2 separate regions of the Sus scrofa genome follow, and region 2 is linked to region 1. Evidence: chromatin contacts called from public HiChIP or PLAC-seq data. All regions are on one chromosome and are shown on one strand. Each heading gives the region's core, a stretch centred on a gene start, on an enhancer-like site or on the middle of the called end of the contact. The rest is flanking DNA. Distances are from core to core; before and after follow the strand shown.

Evidence for each region. HiChIP or PLAC-seq counts read pairs in DNA pulled down with a chosen protein or histone mark.
Region 2: a contact with region 1 is called in an H3K27ac HiChIP or PLAC-seq map of alveolar macrophages. The contact joins two enhancer-like sites. A contact is called at or near these places in 1 of 47 Hi-C or Micro-C datasets (embryonic fibroblasts) and 2 of 2 datasets of contacts at active chromatin or transcription factors (alveolar macrophages and skeletal muscle).

What each region holds. Positions count from the first base shown.
Region 1 is chr17:54,868,824-54,874,153 of Sscrofa11.1, forward strand. LOC106504276 (a long non-coding RNA gene) reads right to left here. Exons shown (of 9, transcript XR_002340125.1): 2 at 2,185-2,391; 3 at 1-1,398. Among named protein-coding and RNA genes, the nearest start is that of BCAS1, 160 kb to the right of the region's middle. Within about 2 kb of position 2,763, at least 10 of the 83 cell types and tissues checked have an H3K27ac peak or open chromatin away from gene starts, as enhancers often do. A contact at or near this core is called in alveolar macrophages, where this site is marked.
Region 2 is chr17:54,685,197-54,690,551 of Sscrofa11.1, forward strand. No RefSeq gene overlaps it. Among named protein-coding and RNA genes, the nearest start is that of ZNF217, 56 kb to the left of the region's middle. Within about 2 kb of position 3,630, at least 36 of the 83 cell types and tissues checked have an H3K27ac peak or open chromatin away from gene starts, as enhancers often do. A contact at or near this core is called in alveolar macrophages, where this site is marked.

The DNA of each region.
Region 1 (5,330 bases), core at 1,513-4,012:
CTCTCACTTAGAAAGCAGACATCACTAAAACCAGCGTCCCCCGTGAGGGGTTTTGGGGAAGGTCTCTTCCCTGGCAGAGAGTTCTTATTCATCTGAGAAACAAACGATTGAGCAGGTGGTCTTAGTCCATCTGGGCTGCTGTAACAAAAACCCTAGACTGGGTGACTGATAAGCAAAGGAAGTGTCTTTCTCACCATTCTGGAGGCTGAAAGGCAGAGATGAGGGTGCAGCACGGCCAGGCCAGGCCTCTTCGCAGCTGCTGACGTCTGTGTCCTAGCAGTCCTAGCACTGTGTCCACTCGTGCAGGCTCCACCTTATGACCTAAGCACCTCTCAAAGGCCCCATCTCCTAATACCGTCTCATCGGGGGTTAGGTTTCAACATGTGCATGTAAGCAGGGGAAGGACACACATCCAGTCTGTGGCGCAGATGGGAGCCAAAACGCCACCTTTATTGCTGGTCAGTCTCACTATCTGTGGGCCCCTGGGCTTCCCAACACTGACCCCAGAGTAAAGTGAATCTTCCAATTCCAATCCAGGAGCAGAGAACAGCCCCCTCCTCTGCCCCCCCAACAAGGAAGGGTACAAGGAGCAGGGCACAGCTCAGTTCTTCCCAAATTTACCTGCCGGATAAGCCTCCCCTCCTCTCCGTGTGGGGGGTGGGCAGTGACTGAAGGGAAGCACCTGCTCGGGGAGACGCCCTCCTCCCCAGCACCACGTGGCCCGGGGAAGGTGCACGTGGGGCTCTGACCCCGAGCTGATAGCAATCTACTCTGCAGCCCCGTTCGTATCCTTGGTGGCTCTCTACTGGTTACGTTCTCACAGCTGTGACGAGAAATCTTTCCATCACTCAGGACTTGACACGAAAACACCTGGTTTTGAAAAGTGGAAAATTTTGTCAGAGGACTGTGAAGGTTCTCTCAAAATAGAAACGCTCAAAGCCCCAGAAAGGAAGGTACGATAATTAGCATCATCAACTCAGTGACAATCAAAGGCCAGTTTGCCTGACGCTGGGTTGATTGACAGGCCAGGAGAACAGTGGCTAAGATTTGGTGTTGTGAGACTCCCGAGTTTGAACTCCTGCTTCTTATAAAGTATGTAAGCTGAGGCTTGTTATTGCTTCTAGACCTCGTTTCCATAGCTGAAAGGATGATAACAGCTTCTATTCCATATGATTTTTTTTTTTTTTTTGAGAGGATCTGTGGATCCCATGCAGGTCAAAGACACAGACCAGAGCCCAGCACAGAGTAGGCACTTAGTGAATCTTAGTTAATGCTCTTATGATGATTTGGGGCCATTGGTGATGATGGTTAGAGTCCTTGTGTTCCCATGCAACATGCTTCTTACTCATTTGCATTATCCTCTGGTTGGTTGTTTGCTGATATGCAGTAGAAACAACACTGGAAGAAGAATTTGGGGATCCAAGTTCAAATCCAAGTTCTGATACTTTCTAGCCACCTGCTAATTGACAAAAATCACTAGACCTCTTTAAGCCTGTTTCCTCATCAGTAAGGGGTGACATCATAGAAAAGCTTAATTTGAACTTGGAACATGAATTTCTTCCCTTGGAACATTCTTTTCTTTATCCCCTCATCTGTTACCAAGTATTTAGCCAGGATCTCAGCTCATCTGCTGCTTCTACAGGGCAGGCCCCCTGCCCATCATGCGTATCCATTTGCTCCACAAGTTTTAATGAGCACCTACCCTGCGTGCCTGATACTGTTCTCTGGGCAGAGTGATCAATAAGCCAAATGCGGTCTCAGGCTTTCAGAATTAGAAGGAAAAGGAGTTCCCGTCATGGCTCAGTGGTTAACGAATCCGACTAGGAACCATGAGGTTGCAGGTTCGATCCCTGGCCTTGCCCAGTGGGTTAAGGATCTGGTGTTGCTGTGAGCTGTGGTGTAGGTCACAGATGCGGCTCAGATCTAGCATTGCTGTGGCTCTGGAGTAGGCTGGCAGCTACAGCTCCGATTTGACCCCTAGCCTGGGAACCTTCATATGCCACGGCAGCGGCCCAATAAATGACAAAAAAACAAAACAAACAAAAAAGAATTAGAGGGAAAAGTCAAGAGCCTTCTCTCCTTATTGTGTTCTCCAAGGTCACACCTCTCCCTGGTCAGACTTGCTCCAAGTTGTGGACACCATCAATAAGACCTAGGGTGAGAAACAAACACAGTCTCTCTCACCTTCTCCCTGGACCAGGGGCCTTGTAAAACTCCAGTTAATACACTGAATTTCCCCAGCAAAGTCCTCCCAGCCTCAGCCTCCTCTTCCCTGCAGAGTGAGATTGTTCAGATTCATGAACAAACTTCCTTGGAGCCGCTCCAGCCCATGGTGATGATGTAGGAGCACCAAGGTCCTGACTCAACCAAGACGCCTTGCCACAGGTGGACCTGCACAAAAACAAAACCAGACAAACGCCAGAGGTGGGTAGATCACCTCCTTTCTCACTATTCCTGCCAGGACGCCCTGGGCCAGCTTCAGTGGGCAGACAGGCTGGAGAGCTAGGCGTGGACAGCACGGGCCTGGGCACCCCCTACTCCTCGTAACCAGTATGACCTTGCGCAAGCAACTCTCTTAAGGCCTCAGTTGCCTCATCTGTAAAATGGGGATGGGGACATTTCCTTCCTAAGACCATGATGAATGTTAATAAGAGACAAAGTATGAGACGCATTTAGTGTCGAGCTTGAGGCATCACTGCTCAATAAGTATCAGCTGCTGCTCCCACCAGGACACATGTCATGCTCACACGGGAATAAGGCCAGCTCACACATGACTCATCCACTGTGTGGCCTGGAGTGACCCCTTCTCCCCACGTGGCTGAGTCCTGTTCTCTTTTGAGGTCATGGCTGTTAATACCGTCTCAGTTATTCTCAACCTTGGCTACACACTGGCAGCTCCTGGGCGCTTTTACAGCGAGTGACGCCTGGGGCAACCTCCCGAGGTTCTGATCTAACCAGGGGTGCTCCCCAGGCCACACTAGTGTTTGGCCGCAGCTGGGAGTCACCGCTGCTAGAGGCGGCGGAGCATGACAGCCAAACGCCAGCCTAGAGCCAGACTGCTGCAACTGGTTTGATTCCTGGTTCTGCAACTCACTAGCTGTGCGACTTTGGGCAAGGTGTCAGCGCTCTCAGTGCCTCAGTCTCCTTACCTGTGAGACGGGTGTAGCGATGACAGGACCTGCCTCATGGTGGTGTAAAGATTAAGTGGGTGAATGTGTGATACGCTTAGTACCGTGCCCGACAGATTCCTAGTCAGACCTGTAGTTATAATTCCTTTAAATTTTTTTTTATCGAGGTAAAATATACATAAAATTTACCATTTATCCAGTATTCAAGTGTACAATTCAGTGGCATTCAGTGTATTTTCAGTGCTCTACAGTAACCACCCCTCCGGGTTCCATTATCATCCCAAACGGGAACTCTGTACCAATTAAAGAACTTGCACCCCTGCCCCCCGCCTCCCAGCTGCTGGTAACCCCCTTATACCTTCTGTCTCCATGAACTTGCCTCCATGTTCCCACAGATAAGTGGAATCATACAATATTTGTCTTTCTGTGTCTGGCTTTTTTTCACTCAGCATCATGTTTTTTTAGGTTTCATCCACGTTGTAGCATGTATCAGAATTTTTCTTACAGGCGAATAATATCCCATTGCATGTATATACCTGTTGCCTCACTCCTCTGTTGATGGACATTTGGGTCGCTTCCACCGTTTGGCTCTTGCAAACAGCACTGCTGTGAACTTGCATGTACATGTATCTGAGTCTCTGCTTCCAATTCTTTGGGTATACACCTGGAGTCGAATTGCTGAATCGTACGGTAATTATCTGTTCAACGTTTTATGGTTTTTCACAGGGGCTACACCATTTTACGTTCCCAACAGCAAGGCACAGAAGTTCTAATTTCTCCACATCTTCCCAAACCCCCCCCCCTTTTTTAAAATAATAACCATCCTAATGGGTGTGAAGTGGTGTCTCATCGTGGTTCGGTTATAATTCCTTTTGATCTCATCCAAAGTGGCTTATCCATCGCCTGTTACTCACTCACCCACAGAACACAGCTCTTTACTTTCATGCTGTTATCACAGCGTGTCCTTCTGTTTGTTGAATGTTTGCCTTGCCGAGTAGCCCAGGACTTGGCAAACTGTGGCTCGAGGCTGCAGGTCAAATCTGGCTGCTCTTTGTTTTTGTACAGCCCCCAAGCTAAAAATGATTTGCCCATTTTTAATGGGTTAAAAAATAAAAGACTACTATTTCATGAAATCACAAGTATTTCCTGAAATGTAAAAATTATGACATTCAAATTTCATTGCCTGCAAATTAAGTTTCATTGGGACACAGCTATGCCCTTGTGTTTCCGTATTGTCTGTAGCTGCTTTTACACGATAAAGTTAAGTTGCATAAAGGGACCATATGGCCTGTAAAGCAAAAAATATTTCCTGTCTGGCCCTGTTTCTACGTAAAGAAAAGATTTGCTGAATCCCGCACTGGACCCTGAACTTGGGAACAGCCATCCCGATGCCTGAACAGGACTGCATGGAATTGGTTTATCCTCTCCCACGCTAACTCCAGACACAAAAATAAATTTGAGATGGATCAGAGAATTAAATGTAAAAGCTAGAACTAGGAATCTTCTAGAAGAAGACAGAGGGAAATATCTTTGTAAAAGAAAAATATCTTTTATCAAGTTGGGTCAAAGATTTCTTCAGACAAGGAGTTCCCATTGTGGCTCAACAGGTTAAGAACCCAACTAGTATCCATGAGGATGCTAGTTCAATCCCTGGCGTCACTCAGTGGGTTAAGGATCCGGTGTGGCTGTGGTGTAGGCAGGCCAGTTCGACCCCTAGCCTGGGAACTCCCATCTGCCGCAGGTGCGGCTACAAAAAAGGAAAAGAAGAAAAGATTTCTTCAGACACAATTTAACATAAGATAAATCGAACCACATTAAAAGTTTGTTTCTTCTTATTCAAAGATACTCTTAAAACAGACAAGCCACGGATTGGAGAAAGTTTTTACGTTTTATACCTATGTGTCATTAAGAACTTGGATCTTGAAACTTTTACAACTAATGAAGGACAAACATACCAATTTTTAAAATGGGCAAGAAACTCAGATACTTAAAAGATACAGGCATGGCCAATAAGCACATGAAAAAGTACTTAACATCATTAGTCGTCAGGGAAATGCAATGTAAACCCACAACGAGATACAATCAATTTCACACTTTAGAAAAGCCAAAAAAAAAAAAACAAAACAACACACACACAACAGTCAATGTTGGTGAAGAGAGGAGAACTCAGCTTTTACTAGGGTCTGTCATTTAATAGCTGAA
Region 2 (5,355 bases), core at 2,380-4,879, 180 kb before region 1:
GGCATTGCCATGAGCTGTGGTGTGGGTTGCAGACTCGGCTCAGATCCCGACTTGCGGTGGCTCTAGCGTAGCCCAGTGGCTAGAGCTCTGCTTCAACCCTTAGCCTGGGAACCTTCATATGCTGCCAGTGCAGCCCTGAAAGACAAAAAGATAAAAAAAAAAAAAAAAAAAAAAAAAAAAAAAAAAAAAGAAAGAAAGAAAGAAAAAGAAATTCAGGGTCTTTACATGAGACCTGGGTCTGAATTTTGGTTCTAGATCCAGTTCTGAAACTAGGGTGAGGCAAGTGAGGCACTAGCCTCAGGCACAAACTCTCAGAGGCACCACAAAAACCTCAGTAATTGAGATACATATTCTTTTATTTTATTTATTTTTTTGTCTTTTGTCTTTTTAGGGCCACACCCATGGCATATGGAGGTTCTCAGGCTAGGGGGTCTAATCGGAGCTATAGCTGCCGGCCTATGCCACAGCCTCAGGAACGCCGGATCCTTAACCCACTGATCGAGGCCAGGGATTGAACCCTCAACCTCATGGTTCCTAGTCAGATTCCTTTCTGCTGCACCATGACGGGAACTCCCATATTATTTTAATACAATATATTTTTTAAAAAGATCAAACTAATGCTCCCCAAATCTATGCTGAACAAAACACAAAATTTTTAAATAAAGACAGGACTGAGATTAGGGTGGGGCAAGAGAGGGGGGCCGTGCAAATGTTCTCTGCACCTGTTTCTCCCTCTACAAAGTGAGGTAACAGTAGTGCTACCTGGAGGTTCCCTGGGGGCTCAGGGGGTTAAGGATCCAGCACTGTCGCTGCTATGGCATAGGTTCGATCTCTGGCTCCAGAACGTCCATGTGCTATAAGCGTGGACAAAAAAAAATCTAACAATAGTGCTGCCTTTAAGGCTTTGTGAAGATCAAATGTGAAGGGGAGTCACACAGGTGCTGACACCCAGAAAGAGCTCCATAAATGGCAGTTATTATTATCTTATTATTTTCATCAGTGTTATTAGTTCTGCAGAAGTCCCTCAATAGGAAGTAATACTTAAGCAGTAACATCAACATAATTCAGAAAACTAAAGGGACAGTCACAGCATTTTGTCGGACAAGCATCACTACTTGTGATGCCATGATTATTTTATGGACCATTAAGAAACACTTCCAAGTATAATTTTGTGTGTGTGTGTGTCTTTTGTCTTTTTTTAGGGCCACACCCACAGCATATGGAGGTTCCCAGGCTAGGGGTCTAATCAGAGCTGTAGCTGTGGGCTTAAGCCAGAGCCACGGCAGTGCCAGATCCGAGCTGCGTCTACAACCCACACCACAGCTCACAGCAATGCCAGATCCTTACCCCACTGAGCGAGGCCAGGGATCGAACCCACAACCTCATGGTTCCTAGTAGGATTTGTTTCTGCTGCACCACCACAATGGGAACTCCCCAAATATAAGTGTCAGATGCCATCAATTACAAAATGCAGGCTAATTTCAACATGTTGAAATTTTAAAAACTAGTACTGGGTCACCCAAAACCATGACAATGAAGCATAAATGTATGTATTAAAGATTATTTCCAACCAGGAGTACGTAAATAAACATTTTCTTGGACATTGTGACGAGTTCATAAATTCTAGGATCCTTGAGCATCTAGAACTCATCATTTAATAATGATGGCTGAGTGAAAAAAAAATGAATGAATGAGACATGAAAGAATTAGTTAAAGCTACAATTGAAAGGTCTGTGTTCATAAATAGCAATGGAAATTATGTAAAATAGCAACAAATGCCCTGGAGAAAGGCAGATGGAAAACTCTAATGATATAAAAATAAGGAAGACTTGGGTAGACATTTTTTAAATTAAAACAGCAGTGGCCGTGTAATCCTGCCGTGGTTAACCTGGGTTGTTTTTAGAAGAATTCTACATCATTTTGACAAAATGACACATGTTAAAATCCATCACATGTGCTGTCTCTGTCCTGGATAGGTAAATGGGCAGTCACCATGTTTAGGAGGTGAATCTTAATAAATATTGAAAGGATGAATGAGTGAATTCTGTACATATGGGATCCTGAACCTAGCCCGCTAATTTAATCAGTCCAATTTTCAACATCAGAAAAATATGTGGATTCCTCCCACAGAGGGGATATTCACAGACGGCAAGCATTCTTTCCAAGGGATTGGGCTTGATGTATTCAATTGAGGTTTATGACAATTAACTTAAAAGAAAAACTGTCCATTTTTTAAACTATTATTATTTCCAGATATTTTATAAGAAAGGAGCTACACACATTTCTGTAACTAATAAATGATTTTCCTGCTGGGAGTTAATTTTTCAGTCACTTTGCATAGTTACACGAGCTAATTTTTCCAAGATTAGCAGTATTCTAACACTGCCTTGGAATATTAACACCAGTCCACGTTGTTGCTTTGTTCAGTTAAGTGCATATCTTAGCATTTATAAAATTCGGTAAATATTATTACTGTACCGTTCTGTTTCTGTTCTTTTGAAGAAAGCAGGGGAAAAAAGTATACCTCCTGTATTGAATTAAGAGTATACAGACTTCTTTCTCCCCTTTAAAAAAAAAAAGCATGCTGGCAGTTGAAAACAGGTGCTTATTCAGTTCCCTCAAGATATGAAAACAGATCAATGTACATTTGAAACTCCTCTTTCCTCAGAGCAGAAAATTGTAAGGGTTGAGCAAAACAGAAAACAGAGTCCTTTTCTAAATATAGCAACGTCATCTGACCCCACTCGTCTTTGTACTCAGAGCATTAAGGTATCAGACACATTGCTTCATGGATGTGGCATATAATTACTCCAGGAAAGGAGCATATGACCAACCAGCACAGAGAGACATGTTGGGCTTCTGTCTGTCCTTTTTGATCTAAGGAAATAAACTTAAGAATGTTGTTGGGACAACCCCACGTGACAGCATGTCATTGGGGTAAACTTCCCTACTGCACACAGAAAGCACTTCTTTGGTTTTATTTTCATAATCCCTTTCATAGCCACCGATGTTTAAACACTTTTCACACAGTAGACCTTTTTTTTTTTTTTTTTTTTTTTTCCTGTTTGCTTTTTTAACCGTGAGTCTGCACACTGGGGCTAATTCCATTTTGCCGGCTATCGTGGTCATTCCTGCAGCATTACATTGTTCTCAGTGTCAATCCCCTGTAATTAATCTCTGAAGGTGGCGTTTTGCTTGTCTTACTTTCAAAGGCTCCTTTAGGGAGCAGTTTGGACTGGGCTCCTTCACGTTTTTAGGGCTTTCCATCTTTGGTTTTTTTTTTTTTTTAATGTTTAAAGAGCAGGCCACAGGTTGACTGCATTTCTGGACATTTCAATTAAAGATGAAATTGGGAAGGAGGGGCCATCCCCACACGTGGAGGTGTGCACCCGTAAACGCACATTCTTAAAATGCCTCTTCTATTTTGCAGAAGGGAGATCTTTCTAGCCAAGCAAGGGTTTACAAAGCCATAATTAAGAAGGAACTAAGACTTGCTTTTGGAGGGGTGGGGGATGGGAGAACGGATACATATTAAAATTGAGAAAAGGCCTGCCCAAGACTGGGAAAAGGCAGTTGTTCTCATACTGCTAGCAACGTTTACCAAGGGGGAAATTTCTGTTTGTCCTCTGGGCCCACGGGAGGGAAGGAGTAGAAGGAAGTAACTCGGATTGTCCCATAGTTGAAGGAAGCAGAGGCCTCAGCTGCTTGCTAAAAGTTCAACTTTAAAAAAACAAAAAAGTAGCTCAGGCACATGGCAAGTTGTGGACCACAACTGAGAATTTAGTTTGAGAATTCTGGTATTTCTCCTCGGAAACCAACCACCCTGTCCCCCTGACCTGTTCAATGATGATATCCCCTGATTTGTTCTGGATGTATTTCCTCACAAATCTTCTAATACATGGTATCATTATTATTTTTTTTTAACAACTAGAATGCATTTAGGTATTATTACATAGTGAAAACTATTTTTTTCAGACTATGTATTCTCGACAGACATGGCAAAAGACTCTAGTTTTCTTTAAATATCCCTTTTTTCAAAACAACCCTCAGAAGTTAGATTAAACACTGAGTTTGTCTCTCTGACCTTTACTTGTCTTTAAAAAAAAATTTAAACTGCTTTTTTGGAATGTCCCTCGCAACATGATAAATCATAACTTAATCAACTTCCCCAGAGGCTTTCAGAACAAGAGAAAAAAAGTTCAGCTAAGATCAATTGCTCTGGGAATTCATCCTAAAAGGTAACACTCCCCGCTATGTATTTTGTTCACGGTGCAGCATTTCAACAATTCACCGCGAAAACCAGCTTTCCTTTTTGATGCTGGCTGAGGAGCCTAGGCCGGAGGGAAAAGGCAGACAGACACCAAGCATAGCTCAGGGATTATCCAGCTCCAGGTTTTACTTCCTTAACTGCTGAACTGAAGCCTGCTCTGTGATGAGGGATCCCGAGTTAAGTTTCAACATTAAGGAAACAGTAAACTCATTTCCAAGAGCTGTCTTCCCAAATTGCTCGGCTTCTAAATATGGAAGCTTCCTTTGTTTTCCAGGGCTTGTGCATACAGCATTTTCCCAGTCTATGGAGAACTCTCTCTCTCTTTCTCTCTTCTCCCTTTTAATAATCAAGAGTCCTTGAGAGCTCATTAATACTCAAGAGTATTCGTAGTTTCCTCTGTACAATGTGGAGCTTGTCGAGAAGCAAAAGAGTTCCTCCAATAACATTATCTATGGACATTTTCTGCCTCTTTTTCCCCGAATCCTATTCGTGACTTCATTTCTAATTAATCACTTGGCTCTCAAGATAATTCAGGCAGCGAACTATCTTTAGGAAATGAACTCACTAAAATTCGCTGTGTTTTACTACTTGAGTTTGCCCAAGCTGCTGCATTTTTTTCTTTTCTCATAAAATCTAGAGGTATTTCAATCTTTGCAATAAAAAAGGTGGATCTAAAAAACCCCACTATTTTCCCATATCGCTGTAATCAATTTCATTGTATCACAAAAATAGAGAATTTAAAATCTCCAAAAATATCCAGCTTCCCCCTTTTTCCCCCTTATATAGTCAGTAGGTCAAAAAACCCACATGTAGTCATAGGGAGTGAACACATTAGATACAAGTTTTAAAAATTCTGTCATATACAAGTCATTTTAAACTTGAATCTTCAAAACTCTGTTCCTATAGAATTTTTCACTGAAGTATGGTATTTTCGCATATCCATGTACATTCATATATGTTTATACACTCGCAAACACTTCGGTTCAGTGATGTTATTGAGAATGAGAACTGGAGATTAAAAGAATTTTGTTTATTCCAACTCTTTGATTATTTAAAGGGAAGTTTATGCTAAGAAAAGCTATTTT